2 separate regions of the Arachis hypogaea genome follow, and region 1 is linked to region 2. A link is a contact called in public Hi-C data. All regions are on one chromosome and are shown on one strand. Each heading gives the region's core, a stretch centred on a gene start, on an enhancer-like site or on the middle of the called end of the contact. The rest is flanking DNA. Distances are from core to core; before and after follow the strand shown. Region 1 holds the start of LOC112764996 (DUF21 domain-containing protein At1g47330). Region 2 holds the start of LOC112765051.

Evidence for each region. Hi-C and Micro-C count contacts between places; a contact is called where the count stands out from the background.
Region 1: a Hi-C map of an unstated tissue shows a contact between it and region 2, with 3 times the contacts expected there. The contact joins the promoter of LOC112764996 here to the promoter of LOC112765051 in region 2. A contact is called at or near these places in 3 of 8 Hi-C or Micro-C datasets (leaf and an unstated tissue).

The regions. Positions count from the first base shown.
Region 1 is chr17:114,244,291-114,251,581 of arahy.Tifrunner.gnm2.J5K5, forward strand. It overlaps LOC112764996 (DUF21 domain-containing protein At1g47330), which reads left to right and starts at 3,187. Exons shown (of 12, transcript XM_025810850.3): 1 at 3,187-3,605; 2 at 3,932-4,008; 3 at 4,126-4,209; 4 at 4,336-4,449; 5 at 4,534-4,620; 6 at 4,813-4,952; 7 at 5,038-5,125; 8 at 5,692-5,765; 9 at 5,895-6,079; 10 at 6,504-6,697; 11 at 6,838-6,884; 12 at 7,036-7,291. The coding sequence starts at 3,431. The coding sequence ends at 7,222.
Region 2 is chr17:114,074,836-114,081,988 of arahy.Tifrunner.gnm2.J5K5, forward strand. It overlaps LOC112765051, which reads right to left and starts at 2,073. Exons shown (of 17, transcript XM_025810910.3): 1 at 1,206-2,073; 2 at 172-488. The coding sequence starts at 1,503.

The DNA of each region.
Region 1 (7,291 bases), core at 1,937-4,436, 170 kb after region 2:
CCTTCAATTGTTTGATCCTAAATTTTGTTGACTCCTCAAAATAAGCCTCAAGCTTGTGCCAAATTTGATAGCTATAGACACATCCAATCATTTTTGGCTTAAAAATTGAGTCTATAGAAGCCAATAACCAAGACATTAGGTTTTGGTTATCTTGGATCCATTGTGTGTATTAAGAAGATTCAATCCCAGCAAGTTGATTTTCTGAGTTATCAAAACGTGTAAAAATCTTTTTTTGATGCAGATGATCTTCCAATGCAAGTCCTCTAATAGCTACTAGGGCTTGTTGTTCCCATATCTTGTGGTTAGTTTCTCCTAACTTATCTTGAATCGGATGAAAGAGCCTTTAATTGAAAATTTGAAATGGAATCTGATTAAAAATTATATTGACGGCATTTGAATCTTTGTTGCTAGAGATAGCAAAATTATCGGAAGGTGAGGCCATGGATCTTCAAAAAGAAAGAAAAACTAGACTCTAGATACTATACAAGAATTTTAGAATTATGAATTTTGAATGAGAGAGAGCAAAACACCATAAAAAGAAAGAAAAGACAGAGAAGAGAAAAATAGAAGGCAGAAATTAAAATTAAAAAATAATAGAGAGAGAACGAATACATTGACATATTTAAAATTACAGCAATAGCTTATATATATACACAAGATAAAGATATATATAACTGTCTAATATTAAGACTCACTCACAAAATATACCACCAAATAAAACCAAATTAACTACTTTTCTACTATTTCTTTAATTCTATAATGAATAAAGATTTAAAATCTTATCTTTTCACTCTTTTACCATCAATACCAACAAAAATGGTATAATTTTGGTTTTTATAATTTTAGCCTATGAAAATGTAATTGAATATGTAAATTGATAAATTCTTGTAGTCGGATTTATTTACGTAAATAATGAAATTTTTTATTTTATTTTTTAAAAAAACGCGTCACTTCGATTGTAGTGTTTATTCACTCATCCAAATTTCGACTTTGAAATATCTATTGCTATAAGCTATTCACTTATCTTTTTTTTTTTGACGGATATAAGCTATTCACTTATCTTTTTTTAAATAGCTAACCTACTAAAATTGACACTATGTGACTAAGCAAATCTTTGTTATACAAAAATACGAATCAAGTTATACTTAGAAAAGAGACTTTAGTGTCCACTATCCAAATATGTAATTTTTTTAAGAATGAAAAGAAACAAAGGGAAACAGCCTAAAACTATATACCAAATGATATTTTATATTTATTTTTTGTCACGCACAAATCAAATGGGTTAGCATGATCTCTATACCTAATCTAATATTAATATTTAAACACCGCGGATTACACAAATCGACAAACAAACAACGCGAAAACCGCCATCCAAATGAATCTAAATCCAAAATTTGTTGCGTTGTAAATGCAGCATAAAGCAAAGTAACGCAAAGGCCAAGAAATATGTATGCATAGATCGGGTCCATTTTGCAGAGAATATTATCTCTTGATCCTCTTAATTATACTTCTGAAATGCTTCCCCCATTCATTGGAATATAATATTTTTGTCCGTAACTATGCTTTTGTTGTCTCGTTAATTACAGTTTTAATCGTTAATTACAGTTTTAATCATTTACTATACATATAATGGAAATATAAAATAGAATTAGTATAAAATTTTCTTTCTTAAAATATCTCTTATTATATGTAACCTATAAAAAATATTTTATTAAATTAATTTCAGAATTTAAATTCACAACTTTTTGTTTTAATGTAATATACAATTACTCACTATTTTAAGTAAGATCAAATTTGTTCACCTTATTATAATTGATATTCTATTAATATTCGAATCATTAAATAAAACAAATCAGTCCATGAGCACGTGCTTTACCTGCGTGAGCTGTATGTAACCGATCAAGGCCGATAACTGATGATTACAACTGTCTATTCTTCAGCAATATTGTTGTTATTGTTGTTGTTTATAAATTTAATTATTTTATTAGTTTATATAATTTTATTAAATTTATAATTAAATTTTTATATATTTTTTAATTTGGTTCTTATATTATTTTTAATTTTATAATTAAATTTTTATTAATATAAAAAATATTAAAATTATAAAATATTTTTAATGAATTAAAAATACTAATAATTAAAAATTTAATTAAACCTTTAACTACATATTTTATGAAAAAAATTTACTTTAATTTTGATATTTTTAACACAAAAATAATTTTACTCTTAAAAATAGTATAAAAATTCAACCAAAAAAAATATAAAAATTTAATTATAAATTTAATAAAATTATAAAAACAGAATTATATTATTTTTTAATTAAATTTTTAAATGAGTTGACTGGATAAAATAATTTTATATTAACGACACGTAAGAATTAAATTTATCTTCAAAGTAAAAAAGATTAAAAAAGAAAGAATTACTGAATTAGTTTTGTTCCTCCACTTTTCTTAATATATATGTGGCACTAAGTACCTCCTCTACTTGTTTTATTTTGGTGTCAACATATATCTAACGTGTAAATTATACCAATCTAATGTCAAATTAGGTGATGCTATAAGTTATTAAAAATGCTTTAATAGTAAAAAAAATAAATATTAACATTTCATAAATCATACTATCATAGTACTAAATAATATTATCCGGAATATTCCTACAATCTCCAAATAGTAAATCTAGATGACAATAAAATAACCTTTCGGTATAAAAGAGTTAGTGCATGTTTGGGCGCCATTATTTTGTTAAAAAAAGATCTTTTTTCAATGAAAAAAGATCTTTTTTTTATTTTTTAACGTGTTTGGCAAATTTCTAGTAGTAAAAATAAAAGCACTAGTAAAATCAAAAAAAGATCTTTTTTGAGAAGCTGTAATTTACATCTTTTTTTAAAAGATCTTTTTTCCTTAAAAAAAAGATGTTTTTCGTGTAATAAATGAACAAAAAAGTACTTTTATATTGTTATACCCAAACATAATTGATAGATAAAAAGACCTTTTTACATGAGATATCCAAACATAAAATTACTTTTACTTCTCTATAAGATCTTTTAAAAAAAGATAACTCAAAAAAAGATCTTTTCTCAAAAGCTCACCCAAACAAGTCCTTAATCTGGGGCATGTTTCTTAATCTGATGACAATCAGATGTAATTATAATTATAATATATACTGAGTTTAAAAATTTGTTAATCTCGATTAGGAAAAGAAGATGACAGAATGGTGTAGTTTAGTAATAGTGAAGCAAATTAAACCGAGTTGGGGGAAGAAATGTTCGCAATTGAATTGCAAGTTGCCATTTCACACCGTAACTAACAAACACATTGAAATTTAACAAACCAAAAGCCCCGTCAGTCCGTCACTCCCCACCCGAAACAGAGAAAGAAAAGAGTGTGTGTGTGTCGGGGAAAGAGAAAGAAACAAAGAAAGAAAAAAAAAAATGGCGGAGGTGGCGTGCTGTGGAACAAAGTTCTCGCTTTACGTGCTTGTAATCATAGGTTTGGTTTGCTTCGCGGGTCTTATGGCGGGTCTCACTTTGGGACTCATGTCTTTGGGAATCGTCGACCTCGAAGTTCTCATCAAGTCTGGTCGCCCTCAGGACCGCATCCATGCCTGTAACTAACTTCTATTACTGCCTCAATTCTCAATTTTTTTTCTGTTACTATTTATATTTAATTATAGCTTTCACTATTCATATTCGGTTTTCGAAAGTTAGTAATATTGTTTTGCTACGATCGATTTGTCACGTTGGGATGCTGGGCCTCAATTAAATTTTGAATCTTTTGTTTGCTAAATTATTTCCTTTTTTCTATTCTTTTTTTAATAATCAGTGATTATGTCTGTGTGTACCTCTAGCTTGAGACTAGTGAATGATTTATGCTATATGATCTTTTTTCTTTCTGTTTTTCTGAGTTCTGGCTCGTTGTGTTGTGTTTGGCAGCTAAAATTTTCCCGGTGGTTAAGAATCAGCATCTTTTGCTTTGCACGCTTTTGATTGGGAACTCTTTAGCTATGGAGGTGCTATCACTTAGTTGTGATATCTTTTTTGTTCTTTGTTTCCTGAATCAGTCATGTTTTCCTTGCTTAATCATCACAAGTTCACAACACTCACTTCCTTCCCAATTTTCCTTTCAGACTCTTCCCATTTTTCTTGATGCACTTGTGCCTTCCTGGGCGGCAATCGCGATTTCGGTCACACTCATCCTTATGTTTGGAGAGGTAAATGAAATATTGATTGATCATTGATATGATAAGGAACAAACTCAAACTGATGCTGTAGTGTATTTTGTGTGGTTCTTTCACCCGTGAGTGCTATTTTTTGACCAATTGGATGTGACACTGCAGATATTGCCACAAGCAGTGTGTACTCGATATGGATTGACAGTTGGTGCAACATTGGCCCCGCTTGTTCGTGTTCTCCTTCTAGTGTTCTTCCCAATCTCGTATCCAATCAGCAAGGTGTGCTTAGAGTGTGACTATATGTTTGATTAACATGATACTGGCAAAACTTCTGTATCTAATGTTAGATTGTAATGTGTCCAGGTTCTTGATTGGATGCTGGGTAAAGGACATGCTGCCCTTTTGAAGAGGGCAGAGCTCAAAACTTTTGTGAATTTTCATGGGAATGAGGTACATAAAGTTCGAAGTTTAAGTTGAATTTGTAATGCATTCTGTTTGAATGTTTTAAGATGGAGTTCAATGGTTTGGTGTTGTTGTTCTATAACTCTATATTATTACTTACTCATGCTCTAATTTTTTTCAATATCTCTCTGTTTAGTGCAATACTAATTACCATGGCTACTCGTTTGTGCTTTTGTCTAGGCTGGTAAAGGAGGAGATTTAACACATGATGAGACAACCATCATTACTGGTGCACTTGACTTGACTGAAAAGACTGCAAAAGATGCTATGACTCCCATATCAAAGGCATTTTCCCTTGATCTGGATGCAACTCTAAATTTGTGGGTTTGTGAATTCTTTATCATTTTCTCTAACTTGTCTATATCTTATTTTGTTCTGACCATCTTCATTGTGTCCATACTGAAGGGAGACACTGAATGCGATAATGTCCATGGGTCATAGTAGAGTTCCGGTTTATTCAGGAGAGAAAACAAATATTATTGGACTTGTTCTGGTAATTTTTCTTCCTTCTGTAATTTTGTAAGTAGATATATGGGATTGCAGATACCTAATGTTGTTAATTCCTGCAATCAAATTGGATATGACTTAAAAGTTGATACTGCTGTGAAAATAGTTGTTAGTTTTTCAAAATTCGTCTATCCTTTTTTGTTCCTTGATGTGTTTGGCTATGTCGAACTATCACATGATTGTTTACCCATGCTTTTGCCTCCTCTCTTATCATCATTTTGCTCTTGCTTCTAATGATAAACTTTGAAATACAACAGTTGAATTGATCCACTGTTAGTAAAAAAAGTTTACAAGGACCGGTGTAGGTTGAGAACTTCATTCTTATCCTGATTATTGTTTGATTACAATATACCTAATGATTGATTATGGATATGGAATTATGGGAAGGTTAAACTCATCTGGTGGTAGAATGTGCGTAGACACTTAGAACTAAAAATACTTTTTCCCCTTTCTTTTTATGTGTGATACTGATACATATTACATGGTAAGTAGTGAAATTGGAACTCCACTTTCTATTCTCTAATATATCTGCTATCTATTGCATACATGCAGGTAAAAAATCTTTTTATGGTTGATTCAAAGGCTGCAGTTCCTTTAAGAAAAATGATCATCAGAAAAATTCCACGGTAAGTTACTTTTATATCCTTCTCTATGAACTTGATGTTCTATATATTTGTATTTTTCTCAATTTCAGTGGCGTTCATATCCTGTGATTATTGCTAGATAGTGATGATTTCCTCTTCATTTTCCTTCAGTGTTTCAGAGAATATGCCTCTGTATGATATATTGAACGAGTTTCAAAAGGGTCACAGTCATATTGCAGTTGTGTATAGGGATCTAAATAATACAACAGAAGCACTCAGAAAAGTCAAAGGTGGCGATCAACATGAGGTCAAAGACAGCTGCAGGAAGAAGGGAGAAAAGGCATCCTCGGATAAAGGTAAAGAACTATAGACTTAAATTAAAAAAATGGATTAACTTTATTTATTCAGGAGCATGTTTTTGTTATACCATTTACAGTCCGGATTTGTTAAAATTGATCAATAAAGTTAATTACTTTCTTAAAAACAATTGTTCTCTTTAGTTCTTTCTAAGGGTATCTTTGATTACTCCTGTTTTGCTGGCTGTGCTGGTATTTTCTGGAGCTTCTGTAAAACGAAATTGTCAGGTGCATTTGTTTTTCCTTTTCAATTTTACTTTTTGCATTACATGGTTTCTACTTCACTTGTTTGTGGTTTTCTTCCTGTATCATAGAGACATATGCATCACTTCCTTCGTTTGGGCTCATGAAATTTCTTGGTTTATCAACTCAATGAAACTCTCTGTGCATTATCTTATGGACCTGAATGTTGCCATAAATATAGGTGGATCGGAGTCAAATGATGGGTCACCACAGGTGAAGAAAAGTCCACCAGCAACTCCTGCTTTTAAAAAGCGACATAGAGGTTGTTCGTATTGCATCATGGACATTGATAATTCCCCGCTGCCGGTGTTTCCACCAAATGAAGTAGTTGTTGGTGTTATTACAATGGAGGATGTCATTGAAGAGCTCCTTCAGGTCAGTGCAATAGCATGCTTTTTTTGCTTTTAGAGCTTTTAGCTTCCATATATTTTGATTGTTGCGGAAGCAACTAGAGGTTGCTTTTAATTCAGCTGTACATGCTGATCCATCTTCATTATCCTCTTTGTGCATTTCAGGAGGAGATTTTAGATGAAACTGATGAATATGTCAATATCCATAACAAGTAAGTTGAAAACTCTTCCCTCTTAATTTAAGTAGATCATTCTTAGGAAGTTGGTGACACGTTTTGCCACGGTTGATTGTTTTGTATGGTTTGGCAATCAGTTAAACCCCATTAGTTTTTTAATTCGAAGCATGATAAATTGATCTTGCAGGATAAAAATTAACATGAATGCATCTAACTCTAAGGACAAGGCTCCTGATGCAAATATGGAGCAACCTTCTTCTGTAGCTGTTCAAGGGCACACACCAACGAACTCACTTTCGACAGCTACATCTGTAACGGGCTCACCAACCACCATTGATCAAATCTCTGAAAGTGAGTCACTCAGGAATCAATAATGTATCAATGAAGATGAACAGGATAATAACATAGGTATGTGTTGAAAAGGCAGAGTAGCAGTATAGTTC
Region 2 (7,153 bases), core at 823-3,322:
AGCAACAACAACAAGAACGTCATAATATAATTTGATTATACCCATGGAGAACAGTAGAATAAACAAAATCCTTTACCAAAGTGAACCCCAACAGCATTTTCATCATAGTTGCTACAGGAAGAAAAATGATCAAACATGGAAAGAAGTGCTACATAAATTAATTGGACAAACCTCACGAGGATATCCCAAATCATAAACCAACTTTTTAATAGTGCCTTGATAAGCAAGAGATTCAAACGTTTCAGGCTTGTATTGAGCCAGAGTATAATCCATGTCAAATCCCACAGCAACGATGTTCTTCATGTTCAGTGACCGGTTACAAAAGATCTGCTTGCGTATATCAGTTTTACATCCATGCTCAGGATATGATGACCATACATGTGGCTTTGCTCCATTACCAGCAGCAGGCAAATCCACTAAAGTTTGGTCATGTACACCAATACCATTGTTCCCATCCATTGGATGTCTAGCATGCAAGTGATTAGCTCCTGATAGATTTAAGCCATTACAAAGAATTATACTCAGGCATTACATTTGAATCACTTTGGTATAGATAACAACCACAGGGTGTTAAAATGAACCTAAAGAACTTTCCACACTCTTGGTCTTCAAACCAGACATCTTCATACCAAAAAGACAACAATTAGGGGTTTCATTGAAATAAAAACTGCTACATGTTAATCAGATAGACATATATTTATTCAGGATAACAGAGATTAATTAGTCTCTTAGAACAAAGAAGTACATATATACATTAGATGATTCAGCACAAAATTATGCAGCAACAAACCCTGAAACTTTAATTACTCTCACAAGTTAAACTGCAAAAGAACAAGATGGCGAGACCTCACAAAAATAGCATTAATAGAAAGAAATTTGGACATCTTACCTTTTAGTTTCGAAAGAATTAAAAGCGCACAATGCACTAGGCTATGTTCCAACTCTAGGAATTCCCCAAGCTAGGCTCCAAGAAACACCTAGAAATTCAACTTCTGAAATTAACAAAAGCAATTCTCTAAGTTCTCCTACTTCCTACTATAATCTAATATTTCCCACCACCAATCCATAATGAAGACTTGACCGAACTAGTGACTTGCTTAAAACAAACAACGCAAGGCGACACCAAAAAATCTTAGAGCGCAAGAAAACGGAAACTCGGAAATCGAGGCAAACGAGAGGGAAAAACGAAAACGAAAAAACCGAACCTCGTGAGGTGGCGTTGGCGAGAGAGCGAGGCGGTTTTGCGGAGATTCCAGAAGAGAATCGAAGGCGGGAAGAGAAAAGAGGCGCGAGCTGATAGGAAGAGAAGGTTGAGAGAGAAAAGAGCGATAAAGGCTTCTTCGGTATTCGCATGGCGAAGTGATTGTTAAATAGGCATAGGCATGGTGATGATGATGGTGGTCGTGGAGGTGGAAACCGCGATTGCGAGGGAATCAGATTCTGCAAAACGAGCGTTTCAGGTGCAAATGCAATTACAGCTAGGAAATGCAGCTGCACCAGCATTTACCTTACCACTTAATATTCAAGCTTAGTTGGAAAATTGGATTTCGATTTTTGGAAGGTATATCACACATGGCACCGCATCAGGAAAGGATTATTCCTCCCCTAGAATTGGTTATAAATGAATAATAATCACTCACTAGTCACTATTGTACTAAATTAATTCATTTTCAGGAAGGAATTAATTCCCCCTTTCCTTAGTGGCTATTTATTACTTCTAGCATTGTATTTGTCTACTATGATGATTCATCTTCCTTAGACAATATCAGTGCTTTGGTGGGTTGGGGAAAATGTGCGACGTTGGTGGAGAAATAAAGAAGGGTAGAGAAGAGAGAAGAGGGTGGTTCCGTTTCGTGAGTTGAGACTTGGGATTTGAGATGATGATGATGATGCCACGTGGAGGACCACGAGGGAGCCGTGCTGGTAAGAGCTTTTTTGCATTTTTCTACTCAATTTTTCTGGTTCTGCCGTGGATAAGTAAATCCCGGCCACAATTTTTGGGAAACTAATAATAAAAATAAAGTGACTAAAATTAAAAAACTACTCAAATCAAAATCGGAATCATACGATACCAATGCCTTTTTATTTTCCATCTTTATTTAATCGCTTGTGCCACGAGCAACACAAGTTTTGCGCATGTGATGTGATAACAATACATCTACATCATGATATGGACTGATCTATTATTGTTTTTCCTTTTTCTTATTTTTTTTCTTGGTAATAAACGAGGCAATCTATCACTGTTAATATTGGAAATATTGATTAGAGTGATGTTACGTGGTCCGGTCTCCGTGCCTGAAAATGGTTTAATGTACAATAATTAATCACAATTTGAAACTGTATCAACGTTGCGTTCTTCTCTCATAGAGCATAATTGATCATGACTGGTAGTACTGTAGCACGTATAGATTGTCTTAACCAGCAATATAGGCTTCTTGTACGAGCAATAAAGAGGATTTCTTCTGAAAAAAAAAAAAATCATTATTTCTCATAACAAATTTTCCATCTTTATTTTTTGAGATTCAGTTTTTTGGACGCAGCAATACCTTCACCTAATACATCAACGAACTTACAGAAATGAGCAGTGAATTTTATGAAAAGTAAAAAGTTCGCCTTTAGTGCAGCGAATTTTGTGTAACTTAGATAAACCGCATGGTCCCGCCTCTCTCATTTCTCACTCCAATGAAGAAAAACCTCTTCTTCTCGTCACTTTTTCTTCTTATATTTTACTTCTTCTCTCCTTTCATCTCATGTCAATTTTCAAGTAACTTTTTTAAATTATTTTTTTATTATATAATTTATTTAATGTTATTTTTAAATTTAAAATAAATATTTTTAAAATTATTGTTAAGTATAATTATTTAGAGATAATTATTTAGAAATATAGAGTTAATTATTTTGAGTTAATAATTTAAAAAAATATAACAATAACTATTTATCCTTAATTATTTAAAAATTTTGTTATAATTATTTTGGCTTAATGATTTAGAAATATAGAGATAATTATTTTGAGTTATTTACTTAGAAATATAGATATAATTATTTAGATAATTATTTAGAAATTAGTGGTAAGTATTAGAGATATTTTATTGATTATTTTTTTTGAAGTAAAAGAGCTCAATATAATAAGGTAGAGCAACAACAGAACAAAAAGAAAACTAAACAGCAAGTACAAAAGTTCAATCTATAGTCATCTCTGACATTACCATCAACAACCATTAGGATCAACTCTATTCAACTCTTCGTAGCTCATAAGCGACCTATTGATAACTTTTGCTACTCCTGCTTTTTGACTCCTGAAATTTTTTTTATTCCTTTCTATTCATATATGTCAAATGATAGCAAAAAAATCAATTAACCACCTTTTACACTCCTTCTTTCTTACAAGCACTCCTGTCCAGCTCTCAAAATGTTGCTTAATTGTCTTTGGAATAACCTACAATCTACCATAGTCAAACAACCACGTACACCACACCTGCCAAGTAAATTCACAACCAAAAAATAAGTGATGAAAATCCTACACACACACACACGTTGATCAATAACGCCTAACCTACATAATCTCTCCTTAGTATTGACTCTACCAACTAACACAAATCAGATGAATAACTCAATTCATGGAGGTACTAAACCTCTCCAAATAGAACTAGTGAAACTATAGCTTGTAATATCCTCTAGAAGTATTTTCGCCTGCAAAACTTGCACAAAGGAATTAGTAAACTAAACGCCTGTTTATCAAATTTCCACACTAGTCGATCCTCTCTTTCAGTTGTTAAGTTGACTGACCGTAGAACTCCATGAAGTTGGTTAACTAGTTCCAACTCCCATTGGAATAGTTTCCTTCTCTACTGAAAGTTCTATATCCACTCAAACCTATCCCAAAACATATAATCTCCTATAACAGAACTGTTCTGATTTGAAACTGAGAAAAACCTTGGAAAATGTCCTTCAACACACTACCTGAAAACCAATTGTCCTCCCATATTCAGTTAATAGAATGAGTAGAAAAGAGTATATTGAGGAGTATAAAATACCCACTCTAGTCGTTGCTTTTCTTTCTGTTACTCCGAAAGTAGCTGCTTCAGCTTCAGCCACTCGAATTTTCGATATTCCTTTTTTATTTCTCATCAAACGAATGGCATCTTCTTCATTGGACTCTTCTACCTTTTCTTACCTCTAGAGATAAACCCTGGATCATCTTATCTCTCACCTCCTGCTCCTTTATCTGCAACTGACATTTATTCTTCCATGGACCTCCTCTTGTAGGTACAGACTGATGAAAAACAATACATTAGGATTTAAATTATTACAAGAACACACAATCTTTTTTTCATAATGGACAATCATCCTTAGAGAACCGCTACCACCATTTGAATAAAAGAGCGATATTCTGAATTACTGCATCTCCAACTTCTAAACTTCCTACTCTTTTTTTGGAGCTTGTACTATTTCTCATTCACTAAGGGTATCCCATGTTTGCTATTTTTGTTACTCCAGAGAAATCTCCTTTGCAATGAAATTAACTTCTCTGCTACTGTTTTTGGCATTTTGTATAAGATGAGATAATACACTGGCAGACTATTAAACTCTGATTTAATAAGAACCAGCTTACCAACTTTATTTAAAATTTTTACTTTCCACAAATTGAATTTCTCTTTCATCTTGTCTATAATCAATTTTCATGTCTTGACAAGTCTCAGATTCGCTCCCAGTGGAACACCAAAATATTTAACTAGCAAGGATGCTTTTTTACACCCCAACAATCTGCACATTATCCGTGTCTACTCACACTCACAATTAACTAGAATCAAGCTTGATTTATCAAAATTAATACTCAGCCTAGACATCACCTTAGAACACCATAAAAGTATCGTGTAATTTTTTATTGTGTCCTCATCTTGTGGACAGAACATGATGGTGTTATTTACAAACTGTAAGTAAGACAATTTAATATTGTCCCTTCCAATCAATAATGGAGAAATCCTGCTATTCCTCACAGCCTTACCTACCATCGTATGGAGCACATTAACAACAAGAACAAAGATAAAAAGGGAAAGAGGATCGCCTTGCCTCAAGCCTTGTTCCATCTTGAAGGATTTAGATGGTGAACCATTTATCAAAATCGACATAGACGCCGAGCAAACACACTCCTTGACCCACCTTCACCATCTATTACCAAAACCCATCTTCTGAAGGACAATATCCACAAAACTCCACTTGAATCTTCATAAATCCACATTTTATAGTATTTATCTGCTTTAAATGAGTGAAATTCATCGACATTTCTCACGTTTATTCATTAAAATAACATAGTTTTGTGAATTTCTCCTAATTGTGCTTAATGATTTAAAACATGCTTTTAGGCTCTTAAATTGCTAAATTTAATTCACTTTAATTTCATTCGATGCCTTGATTTATTTGTTGAGTGATTTCAGACTTAGAAGGCAAGGATGGCTTGAAGAAGTGAAGAAAAAGCATGCAAAAGTGGAGAATTCATGAAGAAATGGAGATTAGAGATTATCATAGTCATGCGTACGCATGCCTTATGCGTACGCATGAATCCCAAGTTGCGTGTACGCATGAATCTCAAGTCGCGCGTATGCATGACAGATGTGTACGCATGACTGTCAGCACGTGATTTACTTAAAATGGCACGTGGATCGTGATTTTAGGGCTTTCTTAGGCCTAATCCAACTCATTTTGAAACATTTGAAGCTAGTCTCAAGATGGATCAAGGGGGAGCCATTAGTATAGTTTAAATCATGGTTTAGGTTAGAATTCTAGAGAGAGAAGCTCCCTTTTCTCTCTAGAATTTAGGGTTCTCAGGTTAATTTCTCCTTAGATTTAGGTTTTAATTCTTGTTTCAATTTAATTCTCTTTATAGTTTCTTGTTCTAGTATCTTAATTTTCCTAGTTTCTCTTGTTAATTTCTCTACTTTGCTACTTTTTATTTTATGAACAATTGTCAATTTTCTTTAATGCAATTTGTTATTTTATGTTTTCTTGATGCTTGTTTGAGTTATTGTTATTAATTTCTTACATTTGGTAGCGTTAGATTTTTTTATTATTGCAATTTAATATGCTTTTTTTATCCCTTCTAAGTGTTTGATAAAATGTTTGGTTTAGCTTTAGAGTAGATTTTTGTATTCTTGACTTGAAAATGAAAAATTAGGTGATCTTGAGTCATTAATGTCTAATTTAAATTGGTAATCTAGAGTTGTTAGTTAATCTTGTCTCCATTGACTCTAACTGTTTCCTAATTCAATTAGTAAATTGATTAGGACTTATAGATTAGGGTTAACTATGCCTATTTGACCTTCTCCCGATGTAGGAGATAACGAAATAAGGTTACTCTTGATAATTGTTATGTTATGATTAATGACAAAGATAGAAAATCTTGATTCTCAATCCTAGCTAAGATGCCCTTTTAGCATTTGTTAGCTCTACTTTCTTGCAATTTAGTTTCTTGCCTTTTTGTCTTCAAAACCCTGTTTTCTCATAACCAATAGCACGTACACCTCACTGCAACTCCTTTGAGAGACGACCTAAGATCTAATACTCTCAGTTTTTATTGGTTTGCATTTGTGACAAACAAATTAAACTTTGATAGGGCTATTTGCCGGTTTGGAACTATGCTTGCAACGAGATTCGAGATTTATAACTTGTGAATTTCTGAACTGGTATCTAGTCCCTTATCAAATCTGTCATATGCTTTTTTTAAATCTAACTTAATTATTGCTGAATTATTCTTCCTCGTCTTCAGCCACTGCACAGTCTCATAAGCAATCAAAGCTCCATCATGTATCTTCCTTCCCTTCACAAAAATACTCCGTGTCTTTCCTACTAATTCTGGCATTACGCTCCTCAATCTTTGTACCAATACCTTTGATATGACCTCGTATACATATCATACCATGCTGATTGGGCAAATGTCTTTGATATCCTTTGTCCCAATAAACCTAGGAGCCAGAGCCACCTAGGTAACAACATTAGAGTCTCTTGGTAGCAGTTAAAAAAAAATTCACCATTGTTGTAGTGAATTTCAACCCAATATCTCCCCAACACTTCTTAATGAAATTCATATTGTAACCATCACTACTTGGTGCCTTAGACGACTCACAATTTCATACTGCTTTCTTTATTTCTTCAACTG